Regions from separate parts of the Oryctolagus cuniculus genome. Here region 2 is linked to region 1. The links are chromatin contacts, called in public Micro-C maps. All regions are on one chromosome and are shown on one strand. The core of a region is the stretch at or near the end of the contact, and the rest is flanking DNA. Distances in the headings are between cores, read along the strand shown. Region 1 has its middle 8.2 kb from the start of ZNF300. Region 2 holds the start of GM2A (ganglioside GM2 activator).

Region 1 (4,989 bases), core at 1,188-3,687:
CAGTGCTGTGAGCCCAGACCAAGTCGTCCTTGCTTTCTGCAGAATATCCCCAAGAGCTCCGTCTGCTGTTGAAAGTCTTTGCCCAGCCTCCAATGGCCTCCGTGGGACAGCCAAATCCTTGAGGTTCAGCATTCTGTCCTATTCTGACCCAGGAGTCAACAGAGGAGGAAAGTGCAGAGTCAGGACTTTACAATGCCCTTGGAGAACACCCGGCTCTCCGCACACGCACACCTACCCCTGCCCTACCTCCCCACTTAGACACAAGAGCCAAGACTCCCTGAATGCCAGCTGCGGGCGAGGCTCTATTCCAAGTGCTTTAAACGGACACCTTTACTGAATCCCCATCATAACCCTACAAGGCAGAGATCCTATCAATCCCATTTTCCAGGGGGAGGAACTGAGGCAGAGAGTACTCCAAGTGAGTAAGTGGTAGGCGTGGGGTTGCATCTCAGATCATCTGGCTCCGGGGACTGTGCTTCTCCTCTTTACTGCTATCCCACACTTCACGGGAACCCAGAGAGTGAATGGTACTTGCCCAAAGTCACACAGCAATTTATGCAATGACGTCTCATCATGAAGCCACTGGGAGAGCTGGACTGAGGGCAAAAATCAGCCAAAGGTTTCCACATCCTGGCCTTTCCCTTTCTACATCCTCCCTCCACCCCCGAATCCTGTGGGCTATTTTATTTAGAAGCAGGCATTCTCTAGGGTGTGGCCTTTTGGGGGAAGTGCCTAGCCCAGACTGGCCCCAAAGTGGTCAGCCCTCTTCCCAGGGGCTCCTTCGTCCCCTCTCTGAAAAAGCAAAAGCACTCAGGGGAAGTGGCAGGGCGCAGCCAGGGACAGGGACAGGGCTGGAGCAGGGGCCGGCACTGGGGAGGAAGGGGAGAGTGGCGGGGGAGGAGGGGACAGGACATGTTGTGCACATCCACTGTGGGTGCCAGACACAGTGCAGGCCACTCCCCATGCCTCCAGCCGGTGGGGGGCCACTGTTACCCCCGCTTTACAGAGGAGCACACGGAGGAGGCCTGCCTTTGCAAAGTTCTCAGGTGGGCCTCCTATGAACACACAGCCTCTGCCCACTAGAGAAGAAAGGGAACCAGTGACCGGCAAGCAGGATTGGAGAGAGGGGCGGGCAGCCAGTACAGGGGCTCTGGGGCGCTGCCCAGCGTGAGCAGTGGTTCTCCAGCCCCTCTCACACCAGGAGGCTCCCTGGCCGGTGTTTACGAGAAACCCGCAGCCTTCGGAAGCAGTGTGACCTCCCGGCCTGTGGCTGCCTGCCCCATGACTGCTCCCAGCTATAAACAGCCTGTTTATTAACTCAGGAAACTGGCTCCTCCACCACTTAGCTTGTCTCCTGGGATGGGCAGGTTTGGAAAGCAGGGGGTTCCGGCCAAGAATTTCCAGACTGGGAGGAGCAGCTGCTAGGAACTTGCTGATCCTTGGAGGGCTGGGCCAGAAAGGACCATGGCGAGTTAGCCTGCGCCCTGCCTTGCAGCCTGGCTCAAGGCCACACAGGGAGTTAATGGGTGCTAAAAGCCCTTAACCCAGAGTTGGCCACTTTAAGGGAATTACAGAGCTTGACTCAACTCCTCATTTTCCCTAATGACCCCCATCATTAGAGCACTGTGGGGAAATCAAATGAGATAATGGCCATAAAGGCCACCCTCTGGCACACCTGGGAAGTTGTCCCCTAGTCCAGCTCTGCCATGCCCCCTCCCATCAATCACAGGACAGACTCACATAATAAGACACAGAGTCGTCCACCACTTCCCAGTTTGTGCAACCTTGGTGACAACCATAGTTTCAGTTGTGGAATGAAAGTTACCATAGGACTGTCCTACTGGGGTTGTCGGAAGGATCAACTGAGATACTTCTCTGAAGTTAGCATAGGGCCTGCCACCTGTATGCTCATTCAGAATTAGCCACATGCATGCCTAATGTCCCCTGAGAAATTTCAGGAGGCCCCTGCAGGGGTGGGAAAGGGGGTGATCCCCATCCTGTCCTTCATAGAGGGTCTTACCTGACACCCCTACAACAGGTCAACAAGACAAAAGCGTCAAGAAATTTTTTTTGATCCAAATTTTATCTGACGTAGCAGCCTTCAGATGGGAGACTCAAAGACCCAGTGTATGTTAGCAGTTTTCATGCTTAGGTTCAATGAAGCGTGGACAACCGTGTAGAGATGGGATTGGCCACAGAGAGAGTGATCTAGCGCTGACAGGTTGAGTGGGGAAACCCAGCAAGGGTTTCTTCTTGGTTTCTCTATGCAGCTCTCCTTCCTCCCTAGGGTGGGGCAGGACCCCTTCTGAAATGAGGGTCTTATGACCTATGATGCAACAAGGTAGGTTAGAATTGCTTTACGACCAGCTCTGAGACAGAAAGGCAAGGGGAAATGAGAGTATATTTTTAAGCTTTGTGCCTGGCTTTGGGGAAAAGGGGCTCTCGTTTCTATGCCTGCCTTGAGGAAGTGAAATTCTAGTCTGTGGCTTGGCTTGGGTAAGAGACAAGGAGGCAGGAGGCAAGAGGGCAGGAGGAGGTCAGAGAGAGACTTTGCTTCTGAGCCTTTCACTTGGGGTGCTACTTTGTGAGCCCCATCACTCCCCACGGTAATGCTCTTAAAAGTGACCTAGAGTGGGAATTTTCTGGAATGGAGACAGGAGAGGAGGCAGCTGTTTGCTGGAGCAGGAACGGAAAGAAGTGAATTGCACAGGCAGTTTGAAGGCGTGGAATAAAAACACTAAGAATCCCACTGTGGAGAGGAGGAATATTTCCAAACACAAACACTGGCTGAAGTCCGGATACTTACAACTCAGAAAGAACAAACAGCATCCCCTGCCAAGGCAATGGTGGGCCATGTGACCCTGAGGACACAGGAACGTGGCTGTAATTGCAAGGTGTTGAAAGCCAGCTGGGCTCACAGAACCCATCCTGCTGGCCGCTGTCTGCAGGGCTGCTGAGTGCAGTGGGCTCTCCCTCCACCTTGGGTTCCAGAAACCTCTCCCAGTGTTCCCAGTAACAGTGCCGTACCCACAGTCTCAGATATCCAGTCCTTGTCTCCATTCTCTCTTCCCATAAAATCTATCTTTTTGAAACAGTTTTGAGAACTTATATTCACATAAGTAATATATGATTACTTTCTTGTGAAATAAAACTTGACAACTATGGCTAAAATCCCATGTAACTATTCCTTCTCTCCTCATTTTTATCACAACTCTTCTCCTTTAGCACAATTAGTAGTGTTTATCCTTCCAGAATTTTCTCTATGCCTGCCCACATACCATTTAAAATATATATGCAGCAGCATTTTTGTTTGGTGTGTCTGCTTTTTCCTTAAGTCATACAATACACTATTATGGTGCTACTGCTTGCTTTTCTCGCCCACTCCCTGTCTTGGAGATCTTTCCGTGTCAGTGCCTTTTGTCCACTTCCTTTGCAGTCACTGCACAGTGGTTTATGAACCGGCTCCTCCTCCCACCAGGCCTTTCACTGCCACAGATAATGCTGCCAGGAACGTCTCTTGTAAACTGTCTTGTGCACCTGTGATGGAGTTTCTCTAGGACACAGAGCTGGCGGTGGAGATGCAGGTTGTCAGGTCTGAATGTGCCGGCTCTCTCCGTTACCATGTCCTCCCAGACGTCCCATCAGATTCCCGCCCTGTGTAAGCAAAGTGAAGCACCTCTCCCTGCCTGGTGCACGCGCTCACATTCTCCCAGCTGCCCAAACCTTAATCACAGTGTTGCCCTCTCCCCAACATCTAATGAGATGCAAATGCGGTGGATTTTATCTCAGTCATTTCCTTCAGCTCTCATTCCTTCTCCAGTTATCTGTGAGCAAGGATTAACACCCCCCAACCAGTCTCCTTGTTCCATTATGCAATGCCCCACAGGAATCCTCATTAAGCCCACACAATGCCATTCCTTTTGGTTGGTTCCTCCCTGAATATAAAATGCAACAGGATCTCCTTGGCTTGCTGTTCACAGGCCTCTCCCACCTGGCACAGCTTTCTCCTCCTGGGTTCTCTCTTCAGACTCCTTCTCTTTCACTCTCCAGGCACAACGACCCCCTTGCCATCACCAAATACGTATTTATTACCTCCAAAACCTTCTGTGTTTTCTCTCCTGGAAGTCTCTCTCCCACCTCTGCCTCTAAGGGCCTGCTGGATTCACATTAAGGGTGCAGGGTTCCAGTGCTCTGCTACAAGTAGCCAGTTTCTTTCTTTTTAAAAAGATTTATTTATTTAATAGGCAGAATTACAGAGGGAGAGGGTGAGAGAGGGGGAGAGAGGGGGAGGGAGGGAGGGAGGGAGAGAGAGAGAGAGACTGACTGACTTCCATCTGCTGGTTTACTCCCAAAATGGCCACAATGGCTGGGGCTGGGCCGATCCAAAGCCAGGAACCTGGAGCTTCTTTCAGGTCAAGGACTTGGGCCATCTTCCACCACTTTCCCAGGCCATAGCAGAGAGCTGGATCAGAAGTGGAGCAGCCAGGACCTGAACCAGCATCTATATAGGATGCTGGCATTGCAGGCAGTGGCTTTACTCGCTATACCATAGCACTGGCCCCAGTTTCTTTCTTTTTTAAAGATTCATTTATTTATTTGCAAGGGAGAGAGAGCTATCAAAAGAGAGAGAGAGATTTTCCATCCACTGGTACACTCCCCAAATGGCTGCAACAGCCAGGTCTGAGCCAGGGTCCCACAATTCCATCTGGGTCTCCCACATGGGTGGTAGAGGCCCAAGTAATTGGGCCATCTGCTGCAGCGTTCCCAGGCACAGTACCAGGAAGCTGGATCAGAAGCAGAGCAGCCAGGACTCAAACTGGCACTCTGACATAGGATTCTGGTATCACTAGTGGCAGCTTTACCCACGGTAGTATAACACTAGCCCCAGTAGCCAGCCTCTTAATGTCTCTAACCACCAATTTTCTTCTCTGTAGGAGATGGTATCATACTTTCCAGGTCTATGGGGGATGTTTTAATGAGATTATGCAT
Region 2 (4,989 bases), core at 1,572-4,071, 210 kb before region 1:
GGGAATAAACCAGTGGATGAAAGATCTCTTGTTCTCCCTCTCTCTCTCCTTCTCTCTGTTGCTTTGCATTTTAAATAATTAAACCCTTTCTAAAAATGAAAAAAGACAACTGAGGAAATCCAACTAAAATCTAGAACTAATAGTCATGCATCGATGTTGGAGTCTTAGTTTTGACAAATGCACAATGACAATTTAAGACACTAACATGAGAAACTGGGTGAGGGGTCTTACAGAGAAGCCATAGTATCTCTGTAATTTTTCTCTAAGTCTGAAATTATTCCCAAATCAAAAGTTTACTAGGAAAAAAAGCACGTGGCTCAGTGAACATCACATAGCATATGGCACTAAATAATATGCACTATACAGCACCATAACAAAGAGTCTATTAAGCATGTACTACATGCCCAGCCTGAAGCTAAACATTCTCCCCTGTTAACTAACACTCAGGCCCGAGCCACAAGTCCGGTTAAAGCTAGCAGATGGTTAAAACCCCAGCCTACAGCACCAGCATCCCATATGATGCCAGTTCAAGTCCCGGCTGCTCCACTTCTGATCTAGCTCCTTAACAACACACCTGGGAAAGTAGTGAAGGATGGCCCAAGTCCTTGGGCCCCTGCACCCACGTGGGAGACCTAGAAGAAGCTCCTGGCTCCTGGCTTCAGATTGGTTCAGCTCGGGCCATTGCAGCCATTTGGGGAGTGGAATACCAGATGATAGACCTCTCTCTCTCTCTCTCTCTCCCCTTAAAAAAAAAAAAAAAAAAAAAAAAAGCTAGAAGAGGATCCAGGTTCCCGGATGCTCAAACTCTAACACCTACCCACAGTCTCAGGATCAGGGCTCTGAATCATGTGAGCCCAGAGAAGACTACAGGTTACAACAGACAAGGATAGAAAGTGCCACTTCCTATGGAAGCTTGGTTGAGTTCCCATGGGCCTGGGTGAGGTGGGGGTCTCCAGTACCTCTCTCTCTCTCTCTCTTTTTTTTTTTTTTTTTTTTTGACAGGCAGAGTGGATAGTGAGAGAGAGAGATAAAGGTCTTCCTTTTGCCGTTGGTTCACCCTCCAATGGCCGCCACAGCTGGCGCGCTGCGGCCGGTGCACCGCGCTGACCCGAAGGCAGGAGCCAGGTGCTTCTCCTGGTCTCCCATGGGGTGCAGGGCCCAAGCACTTGAGCCATTCTCTACTGCCTTGCCTGGCCACAGCAGAGAGCTGGCCTGGAAGAGGGGCAACCGGGAAAGAATCCGGCGCCCCGACCTGGACTAGAAGCCAGTGTGCTAGCACCGCTAGGTGGAGGATTAGCCTATTGAGCCGCGGCGCCGGCCATCCAGTACCTCTCTTAAACTGCCAGCAGGGGACCCTCTAGTGTGCCAAGGCATCCGTAGCCAGGTCACAGAGGAGCAAGTGCAGGGCTTGCATGCAAACCCTACCTCATAGTGGACTGACCTGGAGCCAAGACAAACAAGCTCAACCCACACTCAGGCCCCTGCTCCTTCATTAAGTAGGCAGAACAGACAGCCTGCCACCCAGGCACGGTGAGGCCAAGCCTGCTGGCTGCTATCACTTCACTTGCAATTTTAGAGCTCTCTCATTCACGAAAGCCTCTGCCTTCATTCACAACTCTCCAAGAAGCCGGTTGGCATCACACCCATCTTACTGAGGAGAGCAAGGTGCATGCATTCCATGGACTGGGGCAGAGAAAGAGTCGCACATCTGGCACTGTTCCTAGCTCTCAAAGCTTCCCAGGGTATAGGGAGGGAAGCGATCTAGAGCAGACTCCTCTGCTCCAGAGATGTGTCTTGCCCAGCTATGCAGCAAAGAGGACGTGGGAGTGAGCTGCTTAGTTCTCAAAATGATAGCACTTCCCTCTCCCAGGGGTCTGCAGCATGAGGTGCTGTGGAGTGAACAGGGAAGCTGGAAGGGGTGGGGGGGGGGCGAGAGGCGGGATGTGGAGTTGGGGTTGGCCTCTTGGTGTCTCACCACAAGGAGCAGAGGGGTCTCAGGGCCGGATCTTTGTCACCAGATGGGCCAGCGTGGACCCTCTGGCCTGCACGGCTCTCAAACCCACCCACCCCTCAGGAAAACCCGGAGCACTGGAACAGGCGGAGGGACGGGGTGCCAGGCCTTATCCTGGAGTGACTTGAAGTCACGGCGTGGGAGGCGAGCAGGGAGCAGGGCAACGGGGCAGAATCTCTGGGCCTGGGATTGGCGCCTTCGTTTTGCGCTCAGAAAAGAGCAGGAGAGCAGAAGTGAGATGAACCCCTGCAAACGAGCCGGGGGGCTGAACAGGGCCTTGGAGGTCAGCTGAAGGACCAAGAGTCCCAGAATTAGCGGTTTGGGGCCCCGACGGCGGAGAAGCAACTCTAGGAACAGTGGCCACCCCTTCATCCCACTCGGAGCCGCACACACCCGGGGGCGGGCAGGCTGCCATTAAACTCCTAAAGCAGGAGGCACTCACCTGGTTCTGGAGAAGGTGCGCAGGGGACGCGGGGTGGGCGAGGAGCAAGCCCAAGGCGACCAGGAGAGCAACCTGCATCGGAGAGTGCATCGCGAAGGGCGGTTCCACGCCACGCTCACTGCACAGTCTGCCGCGGCGGCTGCGTCTTTAAATGCCTGCCTGCACTGATGATGCAAAGCTGGGCATTGCTATGCAAAGCAGAGCCCAGCCACTCGCGGGGTCGCCCCGCCCCTCCCGGTCCAGCCCGGAATGGGACGGGAGTCTCCCGGCTCCGCCTCCTTGAGGCCCTCCCAGCTTGGGAATCCAGGTCCTCCTCCTGGGCGGAGGGTGGGGAAAGGGCGGAGAGAGGCGGGGAGCGCCGAGAAGGGGCGGGGCTCGGTAAGGCCAGGGAGGGAGAAGAGCCCCTGGCGGGGGGGCTGGGCTGAGCTCCGGGGAGGGGCGGAGCTGAGCGCCGAGGAGGGGCGGGGCGGAGCCCCAGGGAGGGGCGGAGCTGAGCGCCGGGGAGGGGCGGAGCTGAGCGCCGGGGAGAGGCGGAGCTGAGCGCCGAGGAGGGGCGGAGCTGAGCGCCGAGGAGGGGCGGGGCGGAGCGCCGGACCAGGAAGGAGCCGAACGGCGTTTTCCGAGTCTCGCTCATCGACCGTGACCGCGGTAAGCACTTCTAGGAACCCACGAATTCAGTGTTTGCGCAACCAAGTCTTTCTTGACAGAAATGTCAGCCGCGTGTTGACATTAGCTTCCTCATCCATGTGAGGAATCGCTGCCTTATAGTTATTACTATAGCTAACCGTAAGTACTGTCTTTTGAAAGAACCCAGGTTGTTTTGCCCTGTGTTAGCACTAGGCATCTGATACACAGTGATAGCTCTACCAGGGCCACGCAGCTGGGAGAAGGTAGAGCAAGGCCGAGATTCTACACACCATCAGCCGGCACTTGGTTAGGTGACTGCGTTAGCTGAGGCTGGATTGTGTTTTTAAGGGAATAGCATTTGTACCGAGTTACCACCAGTCCGCGGACTTGTGTCACTAACAGATTCCCAGTGTTGGGCATGTAGCAGGCACCCAATGGCTGTGAACAAATGAATGTGTGAGCAGAATTTAAAACTCATCTATTCATCTTTATTTTTAGAAAGATTTTATCTATTTATTTGAGAGGTAGAATTACAGAGAGAGAGAGGGAGAGACTCCCCAAATGGCCGCAACAGCTAGAGCTGAGCTGATCCAAAGCCAGGAGCTTCTTTTGGGTCTCCCACACGGATGCAGGGACCCAAGCACTTGGGCCATCTTCCACCACTTTCCCAGGCCATAGCAGAGAGCTAGATCAGAAGAGGAGCAGCCAGGACTTGAACCAGCACCCATATGGGATGCTGGCACTGCAAGGCGAGGCTTAACCCACTACACCACAACGCCAGCCCTGTAATCATCTTTTTTTAAAACAAACTTTTAATTTTTGAATTAGTTTTAGGTTTATATAGAAAAGTCTCAAAAGTAGTACAGAACTCCTCCAGTCTCCCCTGTTGCTAACATCACAATAGGTACTGTTATGGAACCCAAGTGTGGTACTTCTCACAAGAGAACCTAGTAATTCAGGGGACAAGGACTGGAAGCAAACAGACAAGTCTGTGCAGGCTGCTAGCCATTGGGGAAGGTGGCATGCTATTGCCTGGGCCTCATGCACCCTTTCCCATAAGGAGAGAGAACTGAAATTTATATAAGGAAATACAGATTTAACTGCCTGACTGCCATCATGGGATCACGGGACAGGGCCAGCTGCACAGGGGTCTCTGGCTGGTGGGAAGGGGCTGGGTGGCATCGCGGTGGGGACTCTCAGCCCTAGTCACAGTCCAAGCTCTGGTCGGGCTGACTGAGCTGCCCCAAGTTACTTTGCAACTTCAGCTGGCTGTCTCCAGGCCAGCTCCTGGAATTCTCCGGCAGGCATTATTTGCCTGTCGAATTGGACAGACACTCTCATGAGGCACAAGTCTGGCTTTTGTCCACCAGAAGGTGAAAAGGCCGATGCGTTCTGTGTGGTTACAACTGAGAACCTATGCTGCCTCCTCGCCAGTTTGCAGGCCGCTGGGAGCCTGAGCTGCAGCCCCGCCCTCCCATAGCACCCACGGGATCGCCCCGCCACACCACGCCACGCCATGCCACGCCATGCCACGCAGACCCCAGCAAATGTTCCTGGCCTTGAGTCTGCGGCAAGTGGCGGAGCAGCATGGTGTTGGTAGAGGAGCTGGCGAGGTGCTGATGCCCATCCGGGTCAGGAACACCCCAGCCAGCTGTGCATGGCATGGTCCTGATGCAGACAAACCCTCTGCCTCGGTCCTCGCAGACTCTCATGCTCCCCACAGGAAAGACCCCAAATACAGGGCATGGCACCATTTCCTGGTCGCCTCCAGGGCCAGTGGCTCAGCGCTCTCTGACCGCGCAGGTCTGGGCCTCCAAGTGGCCAGTCTGGAGATCCCTGTGGCGTCCCTGGACAGAAGGGGCTGAGGGGAATGGCTGTGTGCGGGAGGAGAGTGCAGCCGGGAGGCCGG

What was found. Hi-C and Micro-C count contacts between places; a contact is called where the count stands out from the background.
Region 2: a contact with region 1 is called in a Micro-C map of ear pinna, with 4 times the contacts expected there. The contact joins the promoter of GM2A here to the enhancer-like site in region 1. A contact is called at or near these places in 3 of 6 Hi-C or Micro-C datasets (ear pinna, psoas muscle and an unstated tissue).

What each region holds. Positions count from the first base shown.
Region 1 is chr6:38,125,164-38,130,152 of mOryCun1.1, reverse strand. No RefSeq gene overlaps it. Among named protein-coding and RNA genes, the nearest start is that of ZNF300, 8.2 kb to the right of the region's middle. Within about 2 kb of position 2,437, at least 6 of the 8 cell types and tissues checked have an H3K27ac peak or open chromatin away from gene starts, as enhancers often do. A contact at or near this core is called in ear pinna, where this site is marked.
Region 2 is chr6:38,335,874-38,340,862 of mOryCun1.1, reverse strand. It overlaps GM2A (ganglioside GM2 activator), which reads right to left and starts at 2,821. Exons shown (of 4, transcript XM_002710320.5): 1 at 2,454-2,821. The coding sequence starts at 2,543.